Linked DNA regions of Sus scrofa: regions 2, 3, 4, 5 and 6 are each linked to region 1. A link is a contact called in public Hi-C, HiChIP or PLAC-seq and promoter capture Hi-C data. All regions are on one chromosome and are shown on one strand. Each heading gives the region's core, a stretch centred on a gene start, on an enhancer-like site or on the middle of the called end of the contact. The rest is flanking DNA. Distances are from core to core; before and after follow the strand shown.

Region 1 (4,606 bases), core at 990-3,489:
TTATCTGAGTGGTTGCATGGGTTAGTAATCCATTCTCTCCTACTGATGAATAGCATCAATATAGTAATTGATCACAATTTGTTTATCAATTCTTCTCTTGATGGTCATTTAGGTTTTAGGAAGTTTTTGGTTAAAATGACTAATGTTGCCAAAAACAATCTTGTGCAAGCATTTTTGTTGGAATATGTTAAAATAATTAGGCAAGTAATTAGGGATAGAATTGCTGAATCATAAAGTAGATATATTTTAAATTTGTTAAAAGATTTTCCAAAATGGTTATGTTATCTACACACCCACCAGTAATGTCTGGGAGTTCCTATTATTCCACTTGCTTAGTCCTTGCCATTTGATCTTTTCTTTTTATGGTTAATTTACAAGGTTGTGATAATTTCTGCTGTACAATAAAGTGACCCAGTCATGTATATGCACATATCCATTCTCTCTCAGAATCTTTTCCCACATAGATTATCACAGAATATTGGGTAGACTTCTCTGTGCTGTACAGCAGGTCCCGGTTGGCCAATCACTCTATATACCTCAATGTGGAGATGCCAGTCCCAACCCCCTAGTCCATCCCTCCCCCCTGCCTGTCCCCTTTGGTAACCATAAGTTTTTCAAAGTCTGTGAGCCAGTTTCTGTCCTGCAAAAAAAGTTCATTTGTATCCTTTTTTTTTAGATTCAACATATAAGTGATATCATATGATGTTTTGTCTTTCACTAACTTCACTTAGTATGATAGCTTATAGGTCCATCTCCGTTGCTACAAATGGTACCATTTCATTCTTTTTTATGGCTGAGTAATATCCCATTGTATATATGCACCACATCTTCTTTATCCATTCTTCTGTTGATGGACATTTAGGTTGCTTCCACGTCTTGGTTATTTTAAACAGTGCTGCAATGAACATTGGGGTGTATGTGTCTTTTTGATTTATGGTTTTCTCTGGATAGATGCCCAGGAGTGGGACTGCTGGATCTATGGTAGTTCTATTTTTAGTTTTTTGAGGAACCTCCAAAATCTGATTGCACAATCTTTTAAATTTTAACCATTCTAATGGGTGTGAAGCAATATCTCTTTGAGGGCTTAATTTGCATTTCTCTAGTGACTAATTATACTCAACACCTTTTCAGATGCTTATATTTGCGTATCTTCATTTGTTAAGTGTCTACTCAAGATTTTCCCCATTTTTGTTTGATAGATTTATGAAGAATATATGTTGAAAGAAACTGATATTTATTGGCACATTAAATGCTGAAGGCAGCTGATATTTACTGACACAACCTAAACTGGCCTACAATGGAAACTTTTATATATTCTATCAATGAAAAACTGAATTATTGAAATATGGGAAAAAACTTTCATATATGATATTAGATAACTTTAAATAACTTTAAATTATAAAGTCAAAAACATAAAAATTAAATAAAACTTTATATTGCATAAAATAACCTTAAATTTAAGTAACTTTAATCACACCTTATCTATTATATTTGTTGCACATCAAGCTCTTTGAAGTTGGGGCTGCAGCTCCTCCATTGACTAAGGGAGAAATCTATATGGCTGGAAGGCAAAGTACACCCACATCAGTTCACCTAGGATTGAACCAGAAACCTAACCAGGTTTTTGGTTTCTTTATTTAGCAATAGATGCTGTCAGAAATACAGACACGTGGGCTATTTGGAGGAATGCAAATGGGAGCACTAGCATCATGTGTGAAGATCTGTGTGCTAGTCAGCTAGGGCATTTGACTGCAAGCACCAGTGTGGGCATCTTGTTTTCTGCCCCATCCTGGCTCATAGCTATAGTACCTATCAGGGCCTCTAAATCATTCTTGTGTTTCTGTTATTTATTTTTTTATGCAGGTATCGGGAACACATTTCAGACCCACCGTGTCAATCCCTTTGTGCGTGGGGCCACCTACAGCTTTTTGAAAATAAGCTCCTAGGCGATCGTGAGCACACCTTCCAGATGTACCTCCGCCCATTTCTCAGGCACGCTTGACTGATTTAGGGCCCTCATGTAGGCCAACTTCCAATTAGGAATCGATGTAGTTGATATAGCCACGACGTTAACGCTTACCGAGCCTCTTTGCTTCTGAAAAGAGTAAGGGGCGGGGGCAAGAGGATCAGATTTCAGGCGGCAGGGTGGAACCTGTCAAAGCGCTCCAGGAGGGCCAAGGCTGGGCCTCAAGTTCCCAGCCTGCAGGCGCGCGCCACGGCCAGCCGCGCACGCGCACGCACTCGCGCACGCCGGCGCCTTCCTCCCGGCGCCTGGGGTTGGTGGCGCGCGGGGCAGATGGAGTGGGTGCTGGCGGATGCGTTGCTGTCGCAGAGCCGGGACCCACGGGTTCTGCTTGGGGCGCTGTGCCGCGGGGAGGCGTCCGCGGAGCGCGTGGAGACGCTGCGCTTTCTTCTGCAGCGGCTCGAGGACGAGGAAGCACGCGGCGGCGGCGCGGGCGCGCTCCCGGAGGCGGCGCATGAGGTGGCCGCCGGGTATCTGGTGCCGCTGCTGCGGGGCCTGCCGGGGCGCCTCATGGGCGGCGCGGACACCGGCCCCCCGGCCCGCCAGCGCCGGCGCGTGCTGAGGGCGGCGGGCGCGGCCCTGCGCTCGTGCGCCCGCCTCGCCGGGGGCCCGCAGCTGGCGGCCGCTCTGGCAGAGGAGGCGCTGCGTGACCTGCTCGCCGCGAGACCTGCACCCGGCCTCGAGGGGGCCTGCGAGGCCGCCGTGGAGGTGCTGGCGGCCGTGGGGCCCTGCCTGCGGCCCCTCGAGGACGCGCCGCTGCTGGAGCGGGTGGCGCAGGCCGCCCTGGCCCTGGCGCTGGGCGGGGACGAGGCGGGGCCCTCCGAGGACGCGGTGGCACTGGTGGCCGGGCGACTGTTGCCAGCACTGGGCCAGTGCGGCGGGGCAGCGCTGCGGGCCGTGTGGGGAGGGCTGGTCGCGCCCGGGCCCCCCTTGGGGCCGGGCCTAGTAGGGCCACAGCTCTTGGTGCTGAGCGCCTTGGCCGAGAAGCTGCTGCCCGAGCCCGGCGTGGACTGTGCCCCGGCGGCACGCGAGGCGGGCCCAGACGCCCGGCGCTGCTGGCGGTTTTGGAGGACAGTGCAGGCTGGGCTGGCCTGGGCCGAGGATGCCCTGACGCGCAAGCGGGCGCGCTACCTGCTGCAGCGGGCTGTGGAAGTGTCGGCGGAACAGGGGGCCGATTACGCGTGCGCCCCGGGAGAAGAAACCGGTACTGAGCCACCCCCGTCCCACCCTCTTACCATCCCTACTTGGTTTCCTGGTAGGGAGGTCCCCCGCTTCCGACAGCCAGCTCCTGGGGTCGTCTCCGTGATCAGTAGAGAATTTGGTTAGTCTCATGGTCCCCATAGAGCCTGAAAAACCTTGGAAACCTCATCTCCAGGGTGTACTCCGAAGTGACACAAATCGCTACATACAGAACAGTCTGCACGTTCTCACCCTTCTGACCCAGAGCAGGTGGAATACTGTGCATCCGTGGAATAATTTAGGAATGTGACTGAGCCCAGGAGGGACTTTACAGACCAAATTTGCACTATATCGTGGTAGGTCCGTTCTAATAGAAAAGGATTAGCGCCCACTAAGGAAAATTATGTACATATACTGACTGATGAATTGAGTCTTGGGTTAGAATTTGATTGTGGAAACCATCACATTCTTTTGAAATTTCCTTAGTAATTCTCTTAGTAGGATTTATTACTATTTGTTAAGCATATAAGCCTTAAGTCGACCTTTTGAGGTACTTTTGCAATTGATCTAATAGAATGAGGTTTTAATTTAAAAAAAATGTTTTTTTTTTTGTCTTTTTAGGGCCACACCCGAGACATATGGCAGTTCCCAGGCTAGGGGTCACATCTAAGCTGTAGCCACTGGCCTACGCCACAACCACGGCAATGCCAGAGCCAAGCCACGTCTGCGACCTACATCACAGCTCAAGGTAACACTGGATCCTTAACCCACTGAATGAGACCAGGGATCCAACCTTCAACCTCATGGTTCCTAGTCGGATTTGTTTCTGCTGTGCCACGATGGAAACTCCAGTTTTAATTTTTTTAATTAGATTTTTTTTTTACAGTTGAAAACATCTGACAGTAAATATTTTAACAGTCCACAAGGTGATGGTCATCTGATAAGAGGTGTCACTGGAAAAACATTTAAAATTACCAAAATAAAACATTCAAAGAGTCAGACATTCTGCGGTTTTGAAGATAAGCCGCTACTGCAGTCTATACCACAGCTAATAACGTCAAGGGCTCCCCGACCCACTAAGCGAGGCCAGGGATCGAACCTACATCCTCATGCATGCTAGTTGGATTCATTTCCACTGAGCCACTACAGGAACTCCCAGATATGTTTTTATTTCTGTCACTTCCATCTGACACGTTTTTATAGTTTTCCTCTCCTGAAAAACCCCATCTGTGCATGTTGTCTGCCTTTTCCACCAAATCCTTTAGTATACTAATCATAGTTATGTGTAAGTTCTGTACCTGGACGATCTCTAAGTTGGGTTTTGTTTTCTGTTTTATCTCTTGGCAATGGAACCACCTTTTTTTGGTAGAGAATGAAATATTTGTGCCTTAGAGATAGGCACTC
Region 2 (5,074 bases), core at 987-3,486, 560 kb before region 1:
ATCTGATTGTTGACCCAGCTGTGTGGCTGTGCATGCATGATTTTGGACAAGACTCTCTGTCTCTTTATCTAAATATCTTGCTTGGTTAAATAAGGGCCTTGGACTAGATAAGTAGTTTCACACTTTTTTGATGATAATCTGCAACAGTTTTAATTTTACACTGGGACCAGTGCAGACATGGGTGTATTTAACTGACACACAAGTTTCCCACGTCAGTACTGGTCCTTACTACACGTGTTGCTGGCTGATACTTTTTATTCTATTTTAAAACTCTGGTGATGAACCACTAATTTCATTCCTCAGCCCACAAATTCCACTCACAAACAACATGCCTCAGGGATTTCCGAGCTGTTTTTCTTTCAGGAATCTATAGGTATTTCACAAGTGTAAAAAAAAATTATTAAAAAATGCAGAATGGCTGAGATTCAAAGGTACAGGTGTTGCTCTAACTGTGCCTTGTAGAAACATGTTTTCTGGTCTGTTGTGTCTCATCACAGTGACCTCAGCATTTACGTGGCATTTCTTCTGCACAACACAGGAATAGAGATAAGTAGCATGTTGTTTATTCAGACAAATAATCTAATAGCTTCATGGTCTACTCAAATTTCTAGGAGTTGAGTTCTAAGCCTCATGGCATCTGTGTGACCTTGCAGGTCTTCTGTTCCAACACAGCAGAGGCTCAGGACATACCTTCCTGAGCTTCACTTTTTAGGGTAGGAAGAATCAACATGTGTGTGCAGGACATAAGGAAAAGCTTTTTGTGCTGTTGTTTGAAACCTTCTCAATCATTTTCTCACGACGCATATGCACCTTCACATCTCATCCCAGTCCAAGCAATGCTCATGAATCTTTGATCTAATTTTCTGTTTCCATGGGATCTCAGGTTCCATACCACTCAGGCAGAAGGGCTTTCCCAGGCTCTTGGACTAGGTTAGGACCTGAAGCTAAATGTTTCCATAAGTACCCTTGCAATAACTTCTGATACCAGCCACCTGAGTCGAGCCAAACTTATTAGGTTAAGGGGACAGTCCCCTACAAGACTATGCTCATACGCCAACACTAACTTGGGGAGGGAGGAGGGTGTTGTCTTCAGGTCACTCTTCTGACCAGTTGCTACTAATTTGGAGGTTTCTACCAGCCCCTCAGTTTCAATAATTCACTGTAAGGAGTCACAGAACTCAAGAACATACTATTCTTGGAGCTTCCAATGTGGCTCAACAGGATCAGTGGCATCTTGGGAGTACTGAGACACAGGTTGGAGCCACCGCCTGGCACAGTGGGTTAAGGGTCCCATATTGCTGCAGCTACAGCTACAACTACAACTACAGCTGGGATCTGATTCCTGGACTGGGAACAGTATATGCCGCGGAGCGGCCAAAAAAACAACAAAAACATTCTATTCTTATCATTACACTTTAATGACAGCAAAAGTATACGAATCAAACCGGACAAATGGGAAGATGAGACATGGGAAAAGGTCTGGGAGGATCCCACGTGCAAAGCTTCTATTCCCTCCCCATCGAGACAGAACACCTCACCTCCTGGCATATGGCACACTGATGCGTAACTTGCACAGAGCATTGCCAAACTGGGAAGCTCACGTGCATGAAGTTGAACCCAATCTCCAGCTTCCTTCCCCTCTTCTCCCCTTAGGTAGGGCTGATATCACTTGGATCAAAGTCCTCTAGCCAAATAGTTGATCTGTCTGATCTGGCCAGCTCCCATTACGAACCATCTCCTCAGCATAAATGGTCAGGACCCACTATGAGTAACAAACATTCCTACCACTCCAAGGGTGTCTTTTGAAACTTAAAACACAGATACACAGTGTTTTCAGTGGCTATGACAACTATACGTTTTCTTTTTCCTTCAAACTCTTTTTCCCCGTAACATTTTTTCCAGGAATTGCTCCGTTTAGTTTTCTTTCACTCTTGAGACTGTAACATTCTTGTTAAATCGAATCACTTACGGTGCTTGGCGCACAACGGATTGTGACTGAACTTGAAAAGCAAATTCAGTTAAATTCAAGAAAGAATGTGATAGCCTATAAAAAGTCTCTGTAGTGTGCGCACGACGGCCACGTGCCAACACCCTTACATCATGCTCAGGCGGCTGTTAAGGAAAAGCATGGTCTCCAGCAAAATCCCAACACCTACGCGAACAGCGGTGGTAGCTGTTTCGGCCATTGTGCTCAAACCTCTGCGCAAGCGCAGAGGCGGCGCGGGCGCCTCGGCTCAGGCACTGCCTTGGACAGACCCGAGGGTCTCGGCGACAGGGGCCGGAAGTGACATAAGCCCCGCCTTTCCGCGTCCCTTGCGGCGGGCGTCAGGCCCGGTCAGCGGAGTCTGCTCTAAGGTTTTGCGGCCAACGGGTACTTCGCAGTTCTCCCGCCGCAGCCGCCGCTGCTCCGTGGGGAGAAGATGGTGGGCCGGAACAGCGCCATTGCCGCCGGCGTGTGCGGGGCCCTTTTCATCGGGTACTGCATTTACTTCGACCGCAAGAGACGAAGTGACCCCAACTTCAAGAACAGGCTGCGAGAACGTGAGTGGCTGCCCTGTCCCCGGGGCCTGCGGCCTCCCTCCGCCTCCCTTGGACCCTGGCGTGGCCCAACCCTCCTGCACCCTCGCCGGGCCGCCTGGGCGCGTCGGGTCGCCGCGTGCTGGGCAGCCGCGTGGTGCGGCCCGGCCTAGGACCGCGGGCAAACGAGCCAGAAGGTGATGGCGCTGTCTGCGTCCTCCCAGGGCTGCCCCCGGCTCCTCGCTGTACGATTCCCTCCATTTTGGAGGGACGATTTTTCCCATTTCGTTTTCCCCACTTTCTCTGTGTAAGTGCAAACGCGATTGTATAATATAGCGTGGAGGTTGGGGCTCGTTTTGCCATTTATTTTTATAAACCTTTATTTCTCCCTCGAAAGTATTTTTTTGCATTTTGCGAATTCGTGGCTTGAGACGAAATCCGCATAGCCAGAACAGTATTGTTCTCAACGATAAGATTGCATTCTTAAACCCTCTTGGTAGCTTCGCTCTAAAGGCTTCCAAGATATGAGTGAATGCTACAGAAATTGCAGGGGAGTCCAAAGGCCTGCGCTTCTCACGTGGCTCAGTCCTATTTCATACCTGCGACATGTTTTAAGAGGTTTGCTGGATGGAAACCTTGTCACCAAAACCTTTATGGTCTTTAACTTCTGGGGTATACTCGTTTGCAACAATAGAAGAGCACATTTGTTGCAATAAGAAATACTTTGTTCGTTTTTGTTGTTGCCTTTTAGCGCCGTACTGGTAGCATATGGAAGCTCCCAGGCTAAGCGTTGAATTGGAGCTACGGCTGCCATCCTACGCCTCGGCAACGTGGGATCCGAGCCGCGTCTGCGACCTACACCGCAGCTAAGGGCAACTCCGGGTCCTTAACCCACTGAGCGAGGCCAGGAATCGAACCCCATCCTCATGAATATTAGTCGGATTCGTTTCTGCTGCGCCACAATGGCAACTCCCAAGAAATACATTTTTAACTAGGTTGCTCATTCAAAATATTTTCTGAAATTATGATTAAGTTATTGAAGCCCAGAAAGTGTAAAGATGTGATTATCCTATTTAAGTGATAGCAATTAAGCTATAGTAAGTCATTTCACGAATTATAGAGTGTCACGTGGCTAGTGACTACCGTACTGGAAAGTACTGATCTTACACCATTTACAATGTATCTGATTTTAGCTCCCTTTGTGTCTCAGGAAGAAAGCGGCATAGAGGTATGGCTAGGTAGACTAATGGAAATAATGCTGTTGTGGATTCAGACACTGAGTTTCCAGGCCCAGGTTAGTCACAAATTAGCAGTGTGATCTTGGGCTGAGTCTTAATTTTCTTAGTTTGCAAAGTCAGGTAATGTCTCCAGTTGGTTTTGTGAAGATTAAGATGTTTTAGGTTCCCACCACCATTCCTGACGTAAGAGAGGCCCTATAAATGCTGGCTGTATGTGTACTTATTAGAACTTAGATCGTTTTCCTGTACCTTCAAGGATTAGGTGGGGGTGGCTTGGATGTAGAGCTCTTTGAAGAATGGAAACACTGCAATCCTGCTGTTGACAATTTTGAGAAAACTGATTTTTGATTGAAGAAATCATTTCTAAAATTGAGAAATCTTATTTTCAGGGATTATGTTCTATCGTCTTCAACCCATCAGTTTTTCTTCTAGGTTTGACAGTAGCCTAATGATTTAAGTGGTCAGGCTTGAATTAGTAGCTGAGTAACCTTGGGCAACCGGCTCCAAGCTTTAATTGTAGTTTAGTACTGTACCTGGTACATGGTAATTGATGAATGCTAAAGGTTGTTTATGAATATAATTTTTTTTTATATTTCCTTTAGCAAATAAAACACGAGTATTTTGCAATCTGCTTAAAGGTTTTTGTATGATTGATATTTAGGAACTTGAGGGTGTTTTGTATTTGTGGAATGAAATTCATTTGAGTTTAGTTAACTTTGAGGGTTTTCCTTTTTTCTTTTGGTCGCACCTGTAGCATGTGGAAATTCTCTAGCCAGGGATCGAACTTGCATCCCAAGAGAATTCCTAATTTTGGGTTTTTCCTGCCTAAATTCTAATAGAATACTTACATGTGTAATAAAAATGCCATGTTTTTTTCTTTTTACCTGATTTTTAAAAAATTTTTATTTTAAGGAAAAGGGACTTAAGTTGTTTAAAAAAGGTTTGAGGTTAGATTTGGTATTCTAGTTTATTCAGATTTTTCACCTTTCATTAGTAACAGCAAATTAGCAGGACTCCCCCAGCATAATTTGTATCTAAATAATAGCTAACAAATGAAAATTAACCTACAAGTTATAGTGCCAACTACAGATGTTTTTCATGATACAGCACTGTATTACATGATTAATTGTGTTAAAATATAGTGAGTAATCTTAAGTGCTTTCAGAATCATTTAGATTTGGGACTTTTTGTAAGCCTGTGTTTCATGTGTATTTTTTGACTTGTTAGGTTGTTTTAACTTGTTAGGTTTAAGGGTAGCACTGGGACTGATACCTAGTAAATGCTAAGTTGATTTGCTGATATGAATGTATAACTCCTTG
Region 3 (4,516 bases), core at 311-2,810, 580 kb before region 1:
TTGGACAGTATAGGATACATGCAGATAGGGACTGTTGGGTTTTTCTCATGTTTGTGAGATACCACATGGTCACAGTTATAGAAATCCAAAATAAGGCACTCAAACCCAGGGCCAAGCAATTGAATAAACTGCTTCTTTTTTTTTTTTTTTTTCCTCATCACGGTGTCTGATGTGGACCCTAAAATGTCACATATATTCCCAGTGACTTCTGTTAAGCAGCTCTCCAAAAATAACAAGTCTGCTCCCAAGGATTCAAAGTCAAATCCTATCTTACCACCAAAACTACTCAATGATTTATCTAATGAAAATCTAATATTTACCTTTTTTACTTAAAAGTCAGAGTTGGGAGTATTCTTGGGCTCAGCAGGTTAAGAATCCGGCATCACTGCTATTGGCTCTGGTAGGTGCTGTGGCAAGAGTTCAATCCCTGGCACAGGAACTTCCAGGTGCCCTGGGGTGCAGCCAAAAAAGTCAATTTACCACATATTCGCTAAGTACGGTGAATAGGGATACAGAATACAGGATGAATTAGACATCCATTTACATCTAGAGAGACCATTACAGCTCTAGTGTTAAAAAGAGAAATTTTCCTGTGAGCTGGGCCTTGAAGGATGGGTACAGTTTTGCAGGTGAAAACGAGGGGTAAAGAGGAGGATGATTGTGGGGGAAAGAATAGCAAGAATAAGAAGGAATGGCAAGGTGAAGGAACAACGAGACTGTGGTAAAGGCAGGCTTTGGGGCCTTGGAGGGAGAAGAGTCTGGGAAGATAGGCTGAAAAAACAATATAGTTTTAAAAGCCATCCATCTTCTTTTCTAGGTAAAATAAGCACAGAGCAGTTAGAGCTGTGCTCTCCGAAGATTTGTTTTTAACTTTATTTGAAATAATGTCAAAATTTATTTATTCATTTATTTTGCCCCTCAGGGCCGAACCTGAGGCATACGTAAGTTCCCAGGCTAGGGGTCAACTCCGAGCTGCAGCTGCCGGCCTACTGCCATAGCAAGGCGGATCTGAACCGCATCTGCAACCTACACTACAGCTCAGAGTAATGATGGATCCTTAACTCACTGAGCAAGGCCAGGGATCAAACCTGCATCCTCATGGATACTAGTCTGATTCTTAATCTTCTGAGCCACAACCGAAACTCCAAAATCATGTCAAATTTTAGAAAGGCTGCAAGAGTAGTATGAAGGAGTCCCATGTATCTTCACGTGGATTCACCAGTTGATGGTGTGTGACATACTTCGCTGTAACCTCATTTCCTGACAAACTTCTCTCCCTCCTCTTAACTCAGATTTTTCATGTTTTCTCCCTCGGCTTGGGTTGACACCCCACTCCCAACATGAATGATTGTCATACTTCAAGCCCCAACTACTCTGGGAAGTCTTCCTAACCTCCTAAGACTAGGTCCCCCTCAATCAGCGAGGTACAAACTACCCTAACCCTAACCCTTGAGTTAGGGTTAGGCAGAAGCCACGCCCCAGTCCTCCCGCTATCTCCGCCCCCACGCATTATCTCCGCCCCCTCACCCGCTGTCTCCGCCCCAGCGCCCGCACAGAGACTCCGGGGCGGAAGGGGCGTGGCTCCGAGTGCGCAGGGGCAGGGACCCGGAAGTGCGGCCTAGCCTGTTGCAGCGGTCTGGGAGCTTTCGGGTAAGAATGGCGCCGGAAGGGAAGAACAAGCGGAAGAAAAAGCAGAGCGCGCAGGAGGGGTGAGTGGCGCGTGGCTAGTCTGCCTAGGCAGGAGCGTGCGTTCGGGAGTCGGGGCGCGAGGCAGTGGGGCGTGGCGTAGGGTCGCTGAGTCTCTGGCGTCCGTGTCTAGAGAGAACGTGGACGGCGGCAGTCGTGGGAATCTGGCCGGAGGCTATCTGATTGGACAAGTCGCCAACAGTTTATCCCAAGGCAAGAGGCCCTCCGGAGGCAGCGCCGGCCGGCTGGCTTCCCTCTTCAGCTCTTTGGAGCCTCAGCTTCAACCCCTGTACGTGCCTCTGCCTAAAGTAAGTCACTGGGTTCCACTCGGAAAGGCCATTAGAACAACTTTAAAGCAAGCAGCTACCTTACTGAGCATGCTTTCTAAAATGGGGAAGAGAGAATTAAGTAACCTTTTATTGTGGGAGAGAAAAAAAATACTGATTTAGAAAGACCACTGAATTATTAAAGGATGAGGTCTGAAACGTAACTTCAACCTTTTGAAAGGAGACCACCAAAAAAAGGAAACAGGATGAGGAGGAAGCACGTTCATCCCAAATTCAAAGACCACTTTTACAAGAACCTGCAAAAACAGTGAAAGTGAAGAAGAAACTTTCTGATGCAGACAAAAAGTTGGCAAACAGGTTGGTAAAATTCTTAGTTGATGCTAAAGAAATTAGATGGTGAAGATACTGAGATTCTTACACCTGCAATATTCATTTTTTTTGGTCACTTCATAGTTCTAATTTAAATTTTTTTCTATTATAAAAAGTCTCATACATATTTAAAAGTTGAAAAGGAGGGAGTTCCCAGGAGTTCCTGTTGTGGCGCAGTGGTTAACGAATCTAACTAGGAACTATGAGGTTGAGGGTTCAATCCCTGGCCTTGCTCAGTGAGTTAAGGATCCGGCGTTGCTGTGAGCTGTGGTGTAGGTCGCAGGCACGGCTCGGATCTGGCGTGGCTGTGGCTGTGGCGTAGGCCGGCGGCTACCGCTGGGATTAGAGCCCTAGCCTGTGAACTTCTGTATGCTGTGGGTACGGCCCTAAAAGGAAAAAAAAAAAAAAAAAAAAAAAAGTTGAAAAGGATAAACAACCTCATGTACCCAGCATCAGCAGTTAATATTTGCCCAATCTTGTTTTTTCTTTACCCTTTTTATATCCCCTTCATTATTTGGAAGCAAACCTAAGACTTATGTTTCATCTGTGAACATTTCAGCATGTATATAAAAAATGAGTTTGATTTTCTTAAACTTAATCAAAGATTAAATTTCCCCTTTTAGCTTAACTTTTTTTTTTTTTTAACAGTTTATTTAAATTGAGATCCAAATAGCAGTACCATTACAGGTTCCTAGTTAACTTTCTTCAGTCTATCTGGCCACTGCTCTTCAAGCCCCTTATATTTCTGCTCTCTCTTGGCAGGTGATCTTGTTTCCTATTAACCCCTAATAGTTGCGAACTACTATTTTTGATCCTCTTAGTTAATGCAGCTGTGCACATCCTCAATTTCCTTTCAGAAAAGGATGTCTTCCTCCTCATCCAAGATTAGTCTCCTGTGCTGTTTGTATATACCACATACCTCTTCTGACTCTAGGGATTATGCCCTCAGATATAGATATATATATATATATGTATATCCATATCCATGGATATATATTTGTTTCTTTTGTATATTTGATCTGTCTGCCCAGGATTTTCATCTTTAATTAATTAATTAATTTATTTATTTAGGCTACACCTGTAGCATGGCATGTGGAAGTTCCCGGGCCAGGAATCGAGCCCTCGGCGCTACAGCAGTGACCCAAGCCACAACATGGAATCCTTGACCCACTTAAACCACCAAGGAACTCCTCAAGATTCTCACCTTTAAAAAAGAAATTCGGAGTTCCCGTCGTGGCTCAGCATTAATGAACTGGACTAGTATCCATGAGGATGTGGGTTCGATCCCTGGCCTCACTCAGTGGGTTAGGGATCTGGTGTTGCCTTGAACTGTAGTCAGTCACAGATGAGGCTTGGATCCTGAGCTGCTGTGGCAGTGGTGTAGGCTGGCAGATACAGCTCTGATTCAGCTTCTATCCTGAGAAATTCCATATGCTGTGGGTGGTGTGGCCCTGAAAAAGAGGAAAAAAAAAAAAAAAAAGGAAATTCAACAGAACAAAACACTGTTCACAGTAGTGTCTATGCTTGATGCTCGCTTCCTTTTTTGATCAATTTTTCTCTTCCTTGCGTTTACTTGCATTCTGGTTGTTTGTTGTGTTTGGTTTTTTTTTCCTAAAATTTTATTATAATTGATTTACAATGGTCTGTCATTTTCTGCTGTACAGCAAAGTGACACAGTTACACACACACACACACACACACACACACACACACACACACACACACACACACACACACACACACACACACACACACACTTTTTGCAGGATCTCATTGCTTATTTACTGCAGGTGCAATCGTTTGCATCTACAAACCCCAAGCTCCCAGTCCCTCCCACTCCGTCCCTCTTGGCAACCACCAGTCTGTTCTCCATGTCCATGAGTTTGTTTCTTTTCTCTGGAAAGGTTCATTTGTGCCACATATTAGATTCCAGGTATAAGTGATGTCATATGGCATTTGTGTTTCTCTTTCTGACTTTCTTCACTTAGTATGTGAGTCTCTAGTTCCATCCATGTTGCTGCAAATGACATTATTATTTTTTGTGGCTCAATAGTATTCCATTGTGTTTATGTACCACACCTTCTTATCCATTCATCTCTCATTGGACATTTAGGTTGTTTCCATGTCTTGGCTATTGCGAATAGTGCTGCAATGAACATAGGGGTACATGTACC
Region 4 (4,735 bases), core at 1,614-4,113, 770 kb before region 1:
TGGCATTGCTATAGCTGTGGTGTAGGCCAGCAGCTATAGCTCCGATTTGACCCCTAGCCTGGGAATTTCTATATGCCGTGGGTGTGACCCTAAATAGACCAAAAAAAAAAAAAAAATGAGAAGCGTAAAGGTAAGAACTATACTGTTCTACAAGGTTAAGATTCTTTATTTTTTTTAAGATTCTGATTCAATTAAATATGCAGTTAAAATTAGAAATTAAAATGTTAACCATGAGAACAGAAACGAAGTATATAGAGTAACATATCTTTCAAACAAATAGAAGGGAAAAAGTAAAAAGAGAAAACAAAACCAAAACCTCAATTCAAAAAAGGCAAAAAAAAGAAAAAGCACAGAAAGTAAAAGCATAAGACGGTGCAAAGAAGGCCAAATCCATGTATTCAACAATTATATTACGGAGCGCCTACTAAAAACCAGATCCTGTTTTAGGCACTAAGGATACAGCTATAAACAAAACAGAGAAATATCAGCCCCTCATGACACTTCTATCCTTTTTTTTTTTTTTTTTTTTGGCTTTTCAGGGCTGCACCTGCAGCATATGGCAGTTTCCAGGCTTGGGGCCCAATTGGAGCCACAGCTGCCGGGTTACACCACAGCAACATCAGATCTGAGTCACATCTGCAACCTACACCACAGCTCACAGCAACACTGGATCCTTAACCCACTGATCGAGGCCAGGGATTGAACCCACAACTTCATGGTTCCCAGTTGGCTTTGTTTCCACTGTGCCACAATGGGAACTCCAATGCTTCTATCCTAATGGGGTAAACATTAATAAACCAGAGAAATGAAATCACATGGCAGGTCATATGGTAATAAGCACAAGGGTAGTGAATACAATGGAAATGTCAGGAAAGGCCTCACTGAAAAGGTAATATTCAAAAAAGAAAAAAAATGAGGGAGGAGTTCCCATTGCGGCTCAGCAGGTTAAGGACCCAACATAGTCTCCTAGAGGACACAGGTCCGATCCCTGGCCTCGTTCAGTGGTTTAAGGATCCAGTGTTGCTTTGAACTGCAGCTCAGATTTGGTGTTGCTGCAGCTGTCACATAGGCCGGCAGCTGCAGCTCTGATTCAACTCCCTGGCCTGGGAACTTCCACATGCCACAGGTTTGGCCCTAAAAAGAAAAAAGAAAAAAAAAAAAAAAGAGGGAGGTCAGGGATTAAACCATGTAGACATATAGGGGAAGAGCATTTCCACAAAGGAACCACAAGAATAAATATCCTGTGGTTAGGATGTGACTGGGGCAACAGAGTAGAGCAACGAGAAGAAGAGCCAGAAAGGAGATCGGAGGTAAAGCAAGAGCTGGATCACACCACAGAATCCTGAGGGACACTCTTAATGAATTTGGCTTTTTTTTTTTTTTTGGCTGAGCCTGTGGCACGTGAAATTTCCTGGGCCAGAGAATGAACTCGAGCTGCAGCTGTGACAACACTGAATCCTTGAACCACTGGGCTCAGGGTGGACCCGAGCAGTCAGGTTCTTAACCTACTGCACCACAACAGGCACTCCTAGAATTTGGCCTTTTTTTTTTTTTTTTTTAGGGCCACACCTGCTAGAGGTCTAATCCAAGCTGCAGCTAATGGCCACAGCCACTTGGGATCCAAGCCACGTATGCCCTTTAACCCAATGAGCAATGCCAGGGATCAAATCTGCATCCTCATGGATACTAGTCGGGTTCATAACCCACTGAGCAACAATAGGGACGCCCTAGAATTTGGCTTTTAATTTGAGTGAAATGGGGGTAGTACTTGGAGGATTTTGTTGAGAGTAGGGAGATAATCTAATTCTTTTTAAGGCGAATCACTCTAGATGGGATGGAAAGACTGAAAAAAGACTAGTTAGGTAGCTATTGCAGAAATCCAGGTCAGAGATGGCTGTGATGTGGATAAGTGAAAGTGGTGAGAAGGGATTGGGAGTCTGGATAAAAAGTGAAGGCAGAGTCCTTAGATTTGCTGATAGATTACACCTGCGATGTGAAAGCTATGCGTCAAGGATGACTCCAAAGGTTCTGGTCTGAACAAATATCTCAGTAACAACAGTGAATATAAATACAATAAGCCTTATAGTCCAAAGGCAGAGACTGTGCACGTGGATTTAAAAAAAAAAAAAATTCCCAGCAATATGCTATATACATAAAAGCATACAAAAAGGTTAAAACTAAAAAGATGAAAAAAGTTGAGACAAATATCAAATGATAGTGGCCATGACTATAATAATGTCAGACAAAAGAGAGCTCTGTTCTGCCTTTCTCTAAGTTTGGCATTTGTGAGCCCCACGTTCCCAAGGGGACTGCCGTTTCTTTGTGGAAGGGGATGTCACACCCTCATTTGGATCCACCCACAATCTACAGCACCCCCTTCGACAGCCCGTTCTCCAGCTACTTAACATTATTTCTCTTTCATCTCAAATGTTAGACGGTTTGGAAGGTCGGGACTGTTGCACTAACAAGACACCAAGTTATAGGTAGCCTGTACCAATTTCATCTCTTTCGGAGTGACAAGCCAATAACGCTTTTTCGTGACGCGCAGTGCGGCGCTACCCATTCCTCTCGCCCCGACGGATATACCCCTGCGAGGCTGGGCTCCGTCAAAGCCCCAGGGAGCAGGCAACGCCCCCGGGAAGTTTCTAAAAAAAGGGGGGAAAAGACCAAGAGCACTACAGGCTCATGCGCCAGTCACCAGCCAGCTAAGAACGCTCGAACCCCTCGGCTCCCCAGACGCTTCGAAACTCACCTGCCCGCAGCTGGCCAGAGCGTCCGAGCTACTGCCCCTCTCACGCGTCCGGCCCCAGACAGCTTCCGGCTCTGGCCGGAAGTGCTTCTTCAGGGAAACGGGAAGTCCCGCCCCCAGGAAGTTCCCGGGGGTGGTGGGGGGGTATTAGCAGTGACCCGCAGAGCTCAGCTATAAATAATTGCTAGAACTTCCGCAGCTAGAGGTTTGGTCAGCCCCGCTCCTCGAACTCTGGTCCTTGATGCTCGAGCTATTCCCCTGGAACTCGGGCGGATAGAACGACCATAGGAATGCGCATTTTCCACTTGTTATCACGGAAGCGAATTACAAGTCCTGTGTGAGATTCCGTTATGTTTCTTGAGAATCTACCACATAAGAAGCACGTGGTGGTCACAGAGAATAATGTAGTGTTGATTCCTCAAACACTAGAGGAAAAATTTTTTACTAGCTGAACATAAGGCAGAATGAAAATAAATGCAGTAATAGGTCGCAGACACGACTGGGGGGTGGGGAAGGGAACATGCCCACAGCATGCAGAACTCCTGGGCCAGGGATTGAAACTGAGCCACAGCAGTGACAATGCTGGATCCTTAATTGCTAGGCCACAAGGCAACTCCTTGAGTCTCCTATTATAAGGATTGGATTAGGTTCCCAACCGTTAAGTCCTCGTTTAACCTTAATAACTTCCGTAAAGATCCTATCTCCAAACACAGAAATCCTAGAGGTTGAAGCTTCAACATACACATTTTAGGGGGACACAAACATCCAGTCCCAGTATTACTCAAGAGATATGGAAATACATATCCCACAAAAATTTGCAACATTATTCATAATAGCCAAAAAAAGTAGGAATAACCCTAATGACTATGAACTAATGAATGGATAAACAAAATGTGGTATTTTCATACAGTGGACATTATTCAGACTAAAAAAACTGAAATTCTGACACAGTATAGATGAACTTTCAAAATAATATGCTACGGAAAGGAGCCAGTTACAAAAGGCCACAGAGTGTATGATTCCATTTGTATGAAACATCCCAAATAGACAATCTATAGAGACAGTAGATTTGTGGCTGCCTAGAGTGTCAGGGGTAAAATGGGGGAATTGGGGAGTGAATGCTTAAAGTGATGGGAGTTTCTCTTAGAGGAAGCAAAAATGTTCTAAAATTAAATCATGGTGATGTAGCTACCATCATCTCTCATGGGATACTCGAACACCCTCCTCATGGGCCTCCAGACCTCCTCTCCTGTGGTCTACAAACCCATCCACTACTCAGATGCCAGAATGGTCTTTTATAAAGGTAAATTAAATCTAGTTACTCCCTTTCTTTGAAACTTCTATTGGCTTTTCAACTGCACTTAGATTGCAACATTAGGTTCTTACTCGGTTTTACAAAGTCCAACATGACCTGGTCCCTATATAGCTTGTACACAATGGTGAAGTGCTTTCCTATCTTAAGACCTTTGGAGTCCTTTTGCTTTGATGGCTCTTCACCATGATTTTGGTATGGCTTTTCTTGTTGCTCAGAGCTTAGCTTAAATGCTACTTCCTCAGAGAGGTCTTTCCTGCACACTGAATGTTAAGTAGCCATCCTTTATCTGTTTAGCACTTATTGGTATTTTCTGTTCATTGCTTTTATGACTTTAAAATTTTTCCATATTTGAAAAGATAATATATTCCCAGGCTTCAGAAGTCAAAAGTAGTAAATGGGTGTGCAGTGAAAAGCCCCTCTTGCTGGTTCTATTTTCCAGTCTCTGTCCCTCAGTTCCCTGCCTAGAGATAAGGTAAGCAAGTATTTTTCTTTCTTCTTTTTTCTTTTTTGCTTTTTAGGGCGGCACCCATGGCAAATGGAGGTTCCCAGACTAGGGGTCAAATGAGAGCTACAGTTGCTGGCCTAGACACACCAATTGCATATCCAAGCTGCGTCTGCGACCTACACCACAGCTCGCGGCAACGTCGGATCCTTAACTCACTGAGAGGCCA
Region 5 (5,106 bases), core at 1,466-3,965, 920 kb before region 1:
CAGGATGTCAAGAGAGATTTTATTGCCTTTCTTGAGGATAAAAAAACCCAGGACATCCCGGGAATTTCCATTGTGTCTCAGCGGGTTACGAACCTGACTTGTATCCATGAGGATGTGGGTTCAATCCCTGGCCTCACTCAATGGGTTAAGAATCCAGCGTTGCTGTGAGCTGTGGTGTGGGTCGCAGACACGGATCAGATCTGGTGTTGCTGTGGCTGTGGTATAGGCTGGCAGCTGCAGCTCTGATTCAACCCCTAGCCTGGGAATTTCCATATGCTGCAGGTGCAGCCCTTATAAAGCAAAACAATAAAAACCAACTAAACAAAACAAACAAAGGACATCCTTCATGACAACCAATTATTAATTTCTTGAGAGTTTCTTTGACACACAGAAAGCAGGTGAGCAGTTTCTAAACAAAGAAGAATGTCTCACAAGAAATGTGTAGACATTAGGTATTCTCCTTCCTGTTGCAATATGTAAACAATATTCTGAGAAAGGGGCACACAGATCTTGGTGACATTTGCCCAGGAGCCACAATGATAACAACCTACTAATCCCACATTTCTCACAAAAATGATAACTTGTTTTTCTTGTCTTCAGGGTATTCAGGGGCCATGGAGAATGTGTAGGAGCTCTAAAGACTCCCCCAAGCTGTTTAGACATAGTAGTGTTTCTCAGATTTGCATGATATACTCTGGCAGCCAGCTTCCAAATTGACCCCACAACCATCCTTGCCTCCTGGGCTCATGCCCTGGTGTGGCCCCTACCACAGTCAATCAGGGCTGGTCTGTGTGACCAATAGAACACCTCTGAAGTGACAGCGTGTCTTCCAAGGATTCATCCTCAAAGGTCTTGCACTATGCTCAGCAGTCTCTTGGGTCTCCAGTTCCTGGGGAAGCAAGCCACCATGGTGTGGGGACTCTAATGCAGCTTGTTGGAGAGACCCACTTAGAGACCAACTCAGAGAGGCGGAAAGAGAACCCCAACTTGCCAGCCGGGGAAGTGAGGCACTGAGGACGCCTAGTCCTGCCTTCTGATGACCACAGCCCCAGTGGACATCTGCCTCCAACTATATGGGAGATCCTGAACCTGAATGTAGCTCCCCAATTCCTGACTCAGAAATTGTGAGGCACAATAAGTGATTCTTGTTGTTTTAAGAGTTTTGGAGTAATTTGTTGGGTAGCAATAGATAACTAATGAACATACAAATTCCTTTAAAGGGAAAAATTTACTTCTGACACCATATTAAATTGTTTATTATTTTATTTAAATAGTACAAATAGTATAAAATCCTTACGCTTATAGCTTTTGTACAGCAATTAAAACATTTTAAAATTACAGTGCAGACCATATTACAAAACAATAAAAAATAATTTTATTTATTTATTTATTAGGGCCGCAGCAGCAGCATATGGAGGTTCCCCACCTAGGGGTGAATTGGAGCTGTAGCTGCCAGCCTAGGCCATAGCCACAGCAACGTCAGCTCCAAGCCGAGTCTGGCACCTACAGCATAGCTCATGGCAAGGCAGGATCCTTAACCCACTGAGTAAGGCTAAGGATCCAACCTGCGTCCTCATGGATACTAGTCAGATTCCTTTCCCTGAGGCACTGAAGGGAACTCCAAAAATAATTTTAATAGAGGAAATTAAATTGCCCCTCAGTGAGACTATGGTACTGACAGTGCCTAAGACATCTCCTGGACTGTTCAGTGACTTGAATAAATTACCCTTTTTTCCTTAAGCCTGTTTGAAGTGGATTTCCTGGGGCTTTCAACCAAGGGTTTTTCCAACAATATAGTTCATCCTCATGTTCATCCTCTGCACCATCTTCTGAACATCGGTACCCTGATCTTCAGGCTCCTCAACTAGGACACTTTTGCGTTTGGCCGCAGGCAGGCCGGAACGGGTGACGCCCTCGGGGCCCAGGGCAGGACTGTATCCCGGAGGGTCGCAGCAGGTCCTTCCCACAGGTGCCTCGGAGCCCGCATTTTCTAGCGGCTCACGTCCAATAGCAGGTGTGAGTGCACCCGGTTCTTCTCGCAACTTTCCAGCGCCAGTTTGAAATCTGAGCACGTGTAATGTACCTTCCATTCGGCCATCGCTGTCGTACTGCACAGCTTGATCCCTTGGGCTTGGTCTTACTCATCCTGAGTTCTTAGAGCCGGGTACCGAAGCACCAGAACTAATACTTGATGATTCACCGCTGAAGACACGGGCATTTGGGCTGCCCCGCCCCGATCTCCGCGCCCAGTAGATGCCAGCAAGATCCCATCTCTTACACGAGGCTAGCATTCGGCCTAAGGAAGCTCTGCGTGATTTAAAACTGTCTTGTCTCAAGATCTCCTTTAAATCTTAGGCAACCGGCGCCCTTCACCCCAGCTATTATTTCTCTCCCGGGGTTGGGGCGGCCCCTGAGCGCTGGGTTGTCCGGCACTACCTCTCCTCCGCCACCGGGGGGCAGTAAACATGGAGCAGGGCTGCGCATGCTCTGTGTGAGGCCTCGCGCTTTGCTTACGCGATCGCCGAGTGACGGAAGCGAGTGCGTGGGGTTGTGGGAAATGTGGTTTCCCAGCCATCGGATCACGGGGGCACTTCCTCCTTAAGCTCAGAGCGGGACTTCAGCTCCCGGCCGGCTAGGGGAAGTGGGAGGGGACAAGCTAGAAGAGGGCGGGGCGAGTGAGAGAAAAGGTGGGCGGGGCCGGGGAAGGCCCAGGAAAGGGGGCGGGGCTCTGGCCGGCGGAGGCGCAGCCGCCAGCGGTCGGAGGAGCCTAAGCCGAGAGAGACCTAGACGGCGGCGGGCACGAGGGCGGGCGTTCCCGGAGTAGTCGCGCGGGAGTCGGCCACTGCCCCCGGCCTCCTTACTTTCAGGGCCCCTCCCTGTCCGCCGGGACGCGGGAGAGCCCGGCGCGCGGTGGGGGCGCGAGGTGGAGCCGGCGGGGGCGGCCAATGCGAAACTGGCTGGTGCTGCTGTGCCCGTGTGTGCTCGGGGCCGCGCTGCACCTCTGGCTGCGGCTGCGCTCCCCGCCGCCCGCCCGCGCCTCGGGGGCCGGCCCCGCAGGTGAGGTCCTGGGGCCGGGCGGGCGGGCGAGCGGCCGGCTTCTTCCACGGAGCCTGGCCGAGAGTCTGGGTTGGGGGACGGGCCGACCCGGCGGTCCCCAGATGAAACAAATGGCCCTTTTCATCTCCCCGGCGTTAACATCGGGCAAACTGGAGGGCGCTTTTCTCTCTTCGTGTCTCCGCCGTTTCTCACCTCCCGGCTTTTCTTGATGACCACAAAACCGGTGCGGACGACTGCAAGTCCTTCGGCTGTCCCCAGGCCTTTCCCGCCTGCCCGGGGAGCTGAGCCCCATGTGTCCTTCAACCCGAGGGGCAGCTGTTAACGCCCGGGGCCGGGCTCCCAGGTGGCTCTGCTCCTCCCGCAGCTGTTGGTCTTATTGGATCAGGACTTTGAGGTCTTAGGGTCCGTGGATCACGTTTTTGTGCCTTTTTAAAGAGGTGGCTGGGGTTTGCTTTTAAGGAACAACTTTGCTTTAAGAACGTACTCTGCTTTGTATTCTTTGAAAACTGTGGTTGTAAGTCGGTTAAACAAATCTAGCCATGAAATAGGGCATGGCTGCGGATGGAGTTATTCCTGAGAGTTTGGTTTGCAAAGCCTTCTAATGAATTATACACGAAAATAGCAAGTTCCTCTACGATTGTATCCATTTGCTCCAAAAGTTAGTTTCTCATGGGAAAGAACTCTTTGTTCATATTCACTTCCCAGCCTGATAAATAGAATGCTCTGCCCCACAGCCCAGTGGATTTTCTTTTAACTAATTCCACCGCTCTGAACATTGAAGGTTGCCCTTTTCTGTCTTTTTAAGGGCTTGCCCTAGGAGGTATAATAAAGCCTAGACGGCTGTTTTAAAGATGGGGAAATAGTCGTTTTGTTTTTTAACTACCTTGGGAATTTGTTCTTACCACTTCTCCCCTAGAAAGTTTTCTTATCCAATATTTTCAAGGATTAGAATTGAATATCTGAATTCTGAGATGGCTCTGTGCCTAGGAAGTATGGAAACTAATTCGGGCAGTCCTCAAAGCAATCTCATTGTTATAATTAGAGTTCTTTATTCTGGTAACAATCTCTTAAAATCCCTTTGTGTTAGAGAAGCCACGAGCTCTTTAAAAAAGGCTCTTCGTGTGACCTGAATAGAATCGAGACCCTATTTAAATGATTTAATGAAAGTGCGGTGTTACAGGGCATTTAACCTGTTAACAGATGAGGATTTTTTTTGTTTTGTTTATAGGGTTTTGTAAATGGAGCTGAGGAAAGAGTGCCATATCCATAAAATGTTCTGTAGCATCTGTTGGATTCGCCTTTAGTTTCTTTCAGTTATGTATGATGAGTGAGCTCCACTGGAGTTTAATTGTAGAGTATTCTTAGGATATTTATGACCTAAATATCTTTTAGGGTCCATAAACAAGCCAAAACCCTACATTGAAGCTTAAAACTTAGTAGGCCTGCCTGGCAATTTCTTAAGATTTTTTATTTTTTATAATGGTCACACCCACGGCACATGGAAGTTCCTTGGCCCAGGGATTGAATCCGAGCTGCAGCTGCCACCTATCAGCTGCCATGGCAGGAACTCCTTAAGTTTTTATGTTTTTTAATTTAATTTTTTTTAATTTAATTTTTATGTTTTAGACAATTTGAAAGGTTACTTTCCATTAACAGTTATTACAAAATATTGCTATGTTCCCTGTGTTGTGCAATAAATACATCCTTGAGCCCATCTTATACGCAGTAGTTAGTACCTCCCATTCCCTACCCCTATACGCCCCCCCCCCCACTGGTAAGCACTAATTTGTTCTCTTTATGTGTGGGTCTGCTTCTTATTTGTTATGTTCAGTAGTCTGTTGTAACTTTTAGATTCCACTTATAAGTGATATCATGCAATATTTGTCTAATTTATTTCCCTTAGCATAATGTCCTCCAAGTCCATCAATGTCGCTGCAAATGGCAAAATTTTGTTCTTTCTTAAGGCTGAGTGATACTCCATTATATATATTTTTTGTTTGTTTGTTTTGTTTTGCTTTGCTTTTTTTTTTTTTTTTTAGGGCTACACCT
Region 6 (5,137 bases), core at 1,363-3,862, 510 kb before region 1:
GGATCTGGCATTGCTGTGAGCTGTGGTGTAGGATGGCAGCTGCAGCTCCAATTGGACTCCTAGCCTGGGAACCTCCATATTGCACAGGTGCAGCCCTAAAAAGCAAATTAAATAAATAAATAAATAAAAATATGTAAAAAACAAAAGAAAAAATCTAAAATGTGGTTTTCCATCCACTGAATTGATTTCAGGGTCCCCCATTAGGTTGCAACCCTGAGTTTGACAAATGCACATATGCCTTGAAAGCCTTTTCTCAAAGACAACCTGTGACTTCTTGGTCTGTTGTGGAGTAAGGCACAGAACTTCTCTAATGTAAGGTTTAATTTAGGAAATACCCACTTAAAATTATGATTTCTTCAAATTCTACGAGCTGTAAGTTCGTACTGAAGGGATTTTTGCAGCTCTGATTTGAACCCTAGCCTGGGAACTTCTATATACCACATGTGTATCCCTAAAAAAGCAAAAAGCAAAAAAAAAAAAAAAAAAAAAAAAAGAACCACTTGTGGAGTTCCAAGGTGAAATGATTTCTTTTCTTTTTCTTTTTAGGGCCACACCTGCAGCACGTGAAAGGTCCCAGGCTAGGGGTTGAACAGGAGCTGTAGCCACCAACCTATGCCACAGCCACAGCAACATGGCGTCCAAGCCACATCTGCCACCTACATCACAGCTCACCACAACGTGGATCCTTAACCCACTGAGCGAGCCTAGGGATTGAACTCGCATCCTCATGGACACTGTGTGTTGCGTTCTTAATCTGTCGAGCCACAATGGGAACTCCAAAATACATTTCTTTTTCTTTTTTTTTTCCTTTTGGCCCTCCTGTGGCATATGGAGTTCCGGGCCAGGGATCACATCTGAGCCACAGTTTCGACCTAAGCCGCAGCTGAGACACTGTCAGATCTCTAACCCACTGTGCCGGGCCGGGGATGGAACCTGCGTCCCAACGCCCCCAAGACGCCGCCAATTCAGTTGTGCAACAGTGTAAACTCCTCCGTTGGCATTATTATGGGTTTACTTGAGGCACTATCTTCCCCAGTTTTTTGTAGACCCTTCCAGGGAGACGTATTTGGCTGCCGGGAGAGGCCGGCCGCTGTCAATCAACAGGGCGCCCTTTGCAAAGCCAGGATGCCTCCCCTCGCGGGGTCAGCTGGGGCTGTCCAGAGACTCTGCCTTGCACCTGCTCGCATGGCCACTAGATGGCACTGTTAGAACTGGAGAAAAGAGGCTGCTTCCCCTGAAACCGTTTTCCCCGTTCTAATCCTCTCCAAACTGTCATTTCCACCCATCTCCTTCCAAACAGAACAGAACGGAATCCTTTCATAGCCTGTTCCAGGGGCTATGCCCCCCACCCCGTCCATTCCTGGCTGCGTGCAAAAAGATTAGTGGCCCCCTCTGCCCTCTTTCCTGCCTTCATGCTGCCAATCCTTGCATCCTATTTTCGTATCTTTATCATTCTGTGTGTTGTGGGGGCCTCTAGGGTTCGGGGCAAATTATGGGAGGAGAAAGGGCAGTGAAAAACTTCTAAGGAAATGGGGACCTAAGAGAGAAAGCAGAAGTGCCTGCATTCCTTCTGGCCGCATGACTTGTGTTCCAGAAGAAAGAAGAAACCAGTGCTGCGTGCAAGGAGGCTGCGTGGAGAGGGGTCACTGGAGGTGGGGGCGGGGGGGGGGAAGGGAGGAATGTGCAGAGCGCAGGAAACGGGCTCCCGGGTGGCGGAATCTTGGCATCAGTTTGCGTGGCTTAAAGGCTTTCTGTTCTTGGCTTCCCAGCTGCCGCTGCGTCAAATCCCCCTGTACCGGGTCAAGGGTGGGAGGGGGCGTGGTCCTGGACGACACTCGCTTCATCCGCTGCTTTTGGCCTCTGGTTTTCAGCTCTGGCTGCCTCTTTCTCTGCTTGGGAGATGTGAATGCAGGGCAGACTAGAACATCAGGAGCTGGAGAGCTGAAAGCACAGCCGCCCGCCTCCCTTACACCCCGACCTCAGATTCCCCAGGCTGCCCACCACTGCCGCAGCTCCTTCTTCCAAAGGCAGGAGAAAAACGGCACCTCTTGGGAGGAATGCCCTGTGAGAAAAGCATTTTCCTGGGAGCTCCCATTGTGGCTCAGTGGGTTAAGAACCGGTTAGTATCCATGAGGATGCAGGTTCAATCCTTGGCCTCCATCAGTGGGTTAAAGATCTGGCATTGCTGTGAGCTGTGGTGTAGGTCACAGATGTGGCTCCAATCCTGAGTTGTTGTAGCTGTGGCATAGGCCGGCCGCCAAAGCTCTGATTCAACCCCTAGCCCAGAAACTTCCATGTGCTGCAGGTGCGGTCCGAAAAAAGAAAAAAAGAAAAAGAAAATAAAAAGGAAAGCATTTTCCCCTAACAATGGCCAGGAAATACTGTCTTAACTGATATTCTCTAGGATGAGGATGTGTGCTGCCCTCTTGGCAGAGCCATTTGAAGGTTTATTCAACCACTCAAACGCCCAGGAGACACAGTTCCCAACCTCCCAGAGGCCCACACAACACACACACACACACACACACACACACACACACACCACACACGCACGGGGTTGGCCAACCCTGACTTTGAATGGGGACTGGGCCAGCTCGCCCAGCCCGCCTGCAGGCAGGAGGTCACTCTGCTGACTCAGGCCCAGGCTGGGGCAGGTGCCTGCCTTCAACCCTTGAGTTACATCAGGCTTTTCATCTTCAAAGGGCCTTCCCCGGATTAACCCATTAGTCACCCCCAGGAAAGCCACGGAGCAGGTTATTCTCATCCTCATTAAGGCCGTGGTGGGGTGGGGGGAGGCGTGAGGCCCCGCCCCAGGCCAGGGAGAGCTTGGCGTTGGGTGCAGGGGGGCAGCGTCCCTGGGCGACGTCTCTGCTCGGTCAGGAGGCTGGAGCTCCTGACCAGGCAGCAGCAGGCAGAGCCATGGAGGGGCGAGGGGAGGAGGTTGGAGAGTCTCGGAGATGCAGGCACTTTGACACAGGCTCACCCACTGCGGCTCCACCATCTGCTCCAAGCAGTTCAGAACCCGATGATGTTGATGGGACTCCAACAACCCTACCTTCCAAGCCATCCAGGGATTCGAGAAAGGCGCCTTGGAACACTTCCTGCGTCTGCAGGAGGAGTTCCAATGAATAAAAATGATAAAGTACTGGTCACTAAAGCACCTTGCAGATCAAAAGTGTGATGTGGATGCTGAGAAGGGCGAGGCCCCACATCCCTCCAGGTCATGCTGTGCCGTGGGTTTGTCTTCCTGCTGGGGGAACGATGCAGAAGGTTAGAGAGTTTTAGGAGGTAAGTCTGTGCCCTGGTGACAGAATGAGGAGCAGAAGCACCTTCTGGAAGCCAGACAGCAGAGCAATCCTCTCAGTCAACCTTGTCTGCAGCTGCTTCTTATAAATTTGGCATAAATATGTGCTTGGGAACGCCAGGGCGGCGTATCTGGAAAATATTTTCTACCATTCGAAAACACACACACACACACACACACACACACACACACACACACACGCCTGGAAAGGAAAAAAAACCATAACAGAAATTGTGCATAATACAGAGTGGCTTCACTTGTGGTTTTTTTCCATTACTTCCTCAGTTCATTTTTCTGCTGCCAATTTTAGAAGGCCATAAGTCACAGTTGTTGTTAAACTTTGTCAGTTAAAATGTAACTCTAAGAACAAGTCATGAGACGTTGGAGCCAAGTGGCTTTTTGGAGAGCAGGGCTGGTGGGAGGCAGCCTGTCTCCGCTTCTCAGGTCTTCTGTGCTGTGTGTTAACAGTCGTGCCCATAAGGCAGTCCTGGCCCCCTCGGGCCCAAGTTCTGTCACCGCTCCCAAGGGCCACCTATCAGAGGAAATGAGGCTTTTCAGCGTTGGCTCTGTGTGACTCAGGGACACAATGCCCCCACACCAGTGCACCGCTTTTCTTTCTCTTAGAAGGGACTGGAGTCACTTTTCTCATACACGTCCACCCAGCAGAACCAGAAATCAGGAGGCAGGGAGTTCCTGTTGTGGCTCAGTGGTAATGAACCCGACTAGGATCCATGAGAATGTGGGTTTGATCCCTGGCCTCGCTCAGTGGGTTAAGGATCCGGCATTGCCCTGAACTGCGGTGTAGGTTGCAGACGTGGCTCAGATCCCATGTTGCTGTGGCTGTGGTGTAGGCTGGTGGCTACAGCTCCGATTCGACCCCTAGCCTGGGAACCTCCATATGCCATGGGTGCAGTTCTAAAGAGAAAAAAAAAAGAAAGAAGAAATAAGGAGGCAAAGAGAAGGGCCTGGTTGGCTGAGGCCAGGACTGCCCAGTGCCCTCACATCTCCTTGGAGGAGCTGCAGAGTCTGGGGTGGGTACCTCTGTGCCATAGGCAGCTGGACTGTGCCGGGCTGGGAGCCTTCGAGGGCAGGACCCTGAGCTTCCCCAGCAGTGCTGGCAGTGAAGGCAAGGCCAGGGAGGCAATAGCGCTTACAGAGACTTGTGCGTAAAAGTGGAATAAAAGACAAAACCCCAGATGAGCCTTCAGTGAGGTGAGGCAGCGGGAAGGGCTCCAGCTTCACACGGTCCCCATCTTTTGTGTCTCCTTCTGCCCCTCTTGCTTTTCCTCAGTCCCTCTGTCACAGAAGCCACCTTGTGGTCTCAGAGCAGGGGAAGCCAGGACGTGTGTGTGTGTGTGCGGTGGGGGGGGGGCTTTCTCAGCAGCCTGGCCACTAAACCTTGAGCCTGAGGCCCCTAAACCCCTCGTGAGGACACCAGGATCGGGACCATTGCTCTGAAAAACCAGATCACTGATTTAAGCCTGGAGCCCAGCAGGGACGTTATGGGTTGGACCGCCGGGTCTGATGCCAGGCTGCCTTCGGGATAAAGCACAGTTCTCCTTGTGTCCATCTATCACAAGCGAACAAGAGTGCCGGCCCCCATCTGCTCCCCAGGGGCCCACGCCCTGCCCGGGTGGCACAGAACCTTGGAGCAAGGGCGGAGCCGGGATGCTGGGGTGGCTGCGCATCTCTTGCGCCTTCTTTCCTCCTTTAGGGTTGGAGTTTTGGGTTCACCCATTCATTCCTTCACTCCTCTGGCAAATACACAGGCCAGAGCGACCGTGTTCACAGCTCTGTGCTGGCCCTGCAGACACTGGTGAAGTCAGTCCCTGT

Evidence for each region. Promoter capture Hi-C pulls out the DNA fragments that hold promoters and counts their contacts. A called contact is a pair of places that touch in the nucleus more often than the background predicts. HiChIP or PLAC-seq counts read pairs in DNA pulled down with a chosen protein or histone mark.
Region 2: a promoter capture Hi-C map of fetal skeletal muscle shows a contact between it and region 1, with 6 times the contacts expected there. The contact joins the promoter of TOMM20 here to the promoter of TARBP1 in region 1. A contact is called at or near these places in 4 of 5 promoter capture datasets (fetal liver, fetal skeletal muscle, liver and 1 more), 1 of 47 Hi-C or Micro-C datasets (embryonic fibroblasts) and 2 of 2 datasets of contacts at active chromatin or transcription factors (alveolar macrophages and skeletal muscle).
Region 3: a contact with region 1 is called in an H3K27ac HiChIP or PLAC-seq map of alveolar macrophages. The contact joins the promoter of RBM34 here to the promoter of TARBP1 in region 1. A contact is called at or near these places in 1 of 5 promoter capture datasets (liver) and 1 of 2 datasets of contacts at active chromatin or transcription factors (alveolar macrophages).
Region 4: a Hi-C map of embryonic fibroblasts shows a contact between it and region 1, with 3 times the contacts expected there. The contact joins the promoter of TBCE here to the promoter of TARBP1 in region 1. A contact is called at or near these places in 1 of 5 promoter capture datasets (fetal liver), 1 of 47 Hi-C or Micro-C datasets (embryonic fibroblasts) and 1 of 2 datasets of contacts at active chromatin or transcription factors (skeletal muscle).
Region 5: a promoter capture Hi-C map of liver shows a contact between it and region 1, with 5 times the contacts expected there. The contact joins the promoter of B3GALNT2 here to the promoter of TARBP1 in region 1. A contact is called at or near these places in 3 of 5 promoter capture datasets (fetal liver, fetal skeletal muscle and liver), 1 of 47 Hi-C or Micro-C datasets (embryonic fibroblasts) and 1 of 2 datasets of contacts at active chromatin or transcription factors (skeletal muscle).
Region 6: a contact with region 1 is called in a promoter capture Hi-C map of liver, with 13 times the contacts expected there. The contact joins the enhancer-like site here to the promoter of TARBP1 in region 1. A contact is called at or near these places in 3 of 5 promoter capture datasets (fetal liver, fetal skeletal muscle and liver), 13 of 47 Hi-C or Micro-C datasets (adipose tissue, blood, embryonic fibroblasts and 8 more) and 2 of 2 datasets of contacts at active chromatin or transcription factors (alveolar macrophages and skeletal muscle).

The regions. Positions count from the first base shown.
Region 1 is chr14:56,667,326-56,671,931 of Sscrofa11.1, forward strand. TARBP1 (probable methyltransferase TARBP1) reads left to right here and starts at 2,240. Exons shown (of 30, transcript XM_005670967.3): 1 at 2,240-3,227. The coding sequence starts at 2,297.
Region 2 is chr14:56,110,851-56,115,924 of Sscrofa11.1, forward strand. TOMM20 (mitochondrial import receptor subunit TOM20 homolog) reads left to right here and starts at 2,237. Exons shown (of 5, transcript XM_001926935.6): 1 at 2,237-2,541. The coding sequence starts at 2,421.
Region 3 is chr14:56,086,125-56,090,640 of Sscrofa11.1, forward strand. RBM34 (RNA-binding protein 34) reads left to right here and starts at 1,561. Exons shown (of 10, transcript XM_021074093.1): 1 at 1,561-1,709; 2 at 1,820-1,994; 3 at 2,194-2,330. The coding sequence starts at 1,657.
Region 4 is chr14:55,898,352-55,903,086 of Sscrofa11.1, forward strand. TBCE (tubulin-specific chaperone E) reads right to left here and starts at 2,864. Exons shown (of 17, transcript XR_002338966.1): 1 at 2,753-2,864.
Region 5 is chr14:55,746,694-55,751,799 of Sscrofa11.1, forward strand. It overlaps B3GALNT2 (UDP-GalNAc:beta-1,3-N-acetylgalactosaminyltransferase 2), which reads left to right and starts at 2,716. Exons shown (of 12, transcript XM_021074398.1): 1 at 2,716-3,057. The coding sequence starts at 2,946.
Region 6 is chr14:56,152,624-56,157,760 of Sscrofa11.1, forward strand. No RefSeq gene overlaps it. Among named protein-coding and RNA genes, the nearest start is that of TOMM20, 42 kb to the left of the region's middle. Within about 2 kb of position 2,613, at least 54 of the 83 cell types and tissues checked have an H3K27ac peak or open chromatin away from gene starts, as enhancers often do. A contact at or near this core is called in adipose tissue, alveolar macrophages, fetal liver and 7 more, where this site is marked.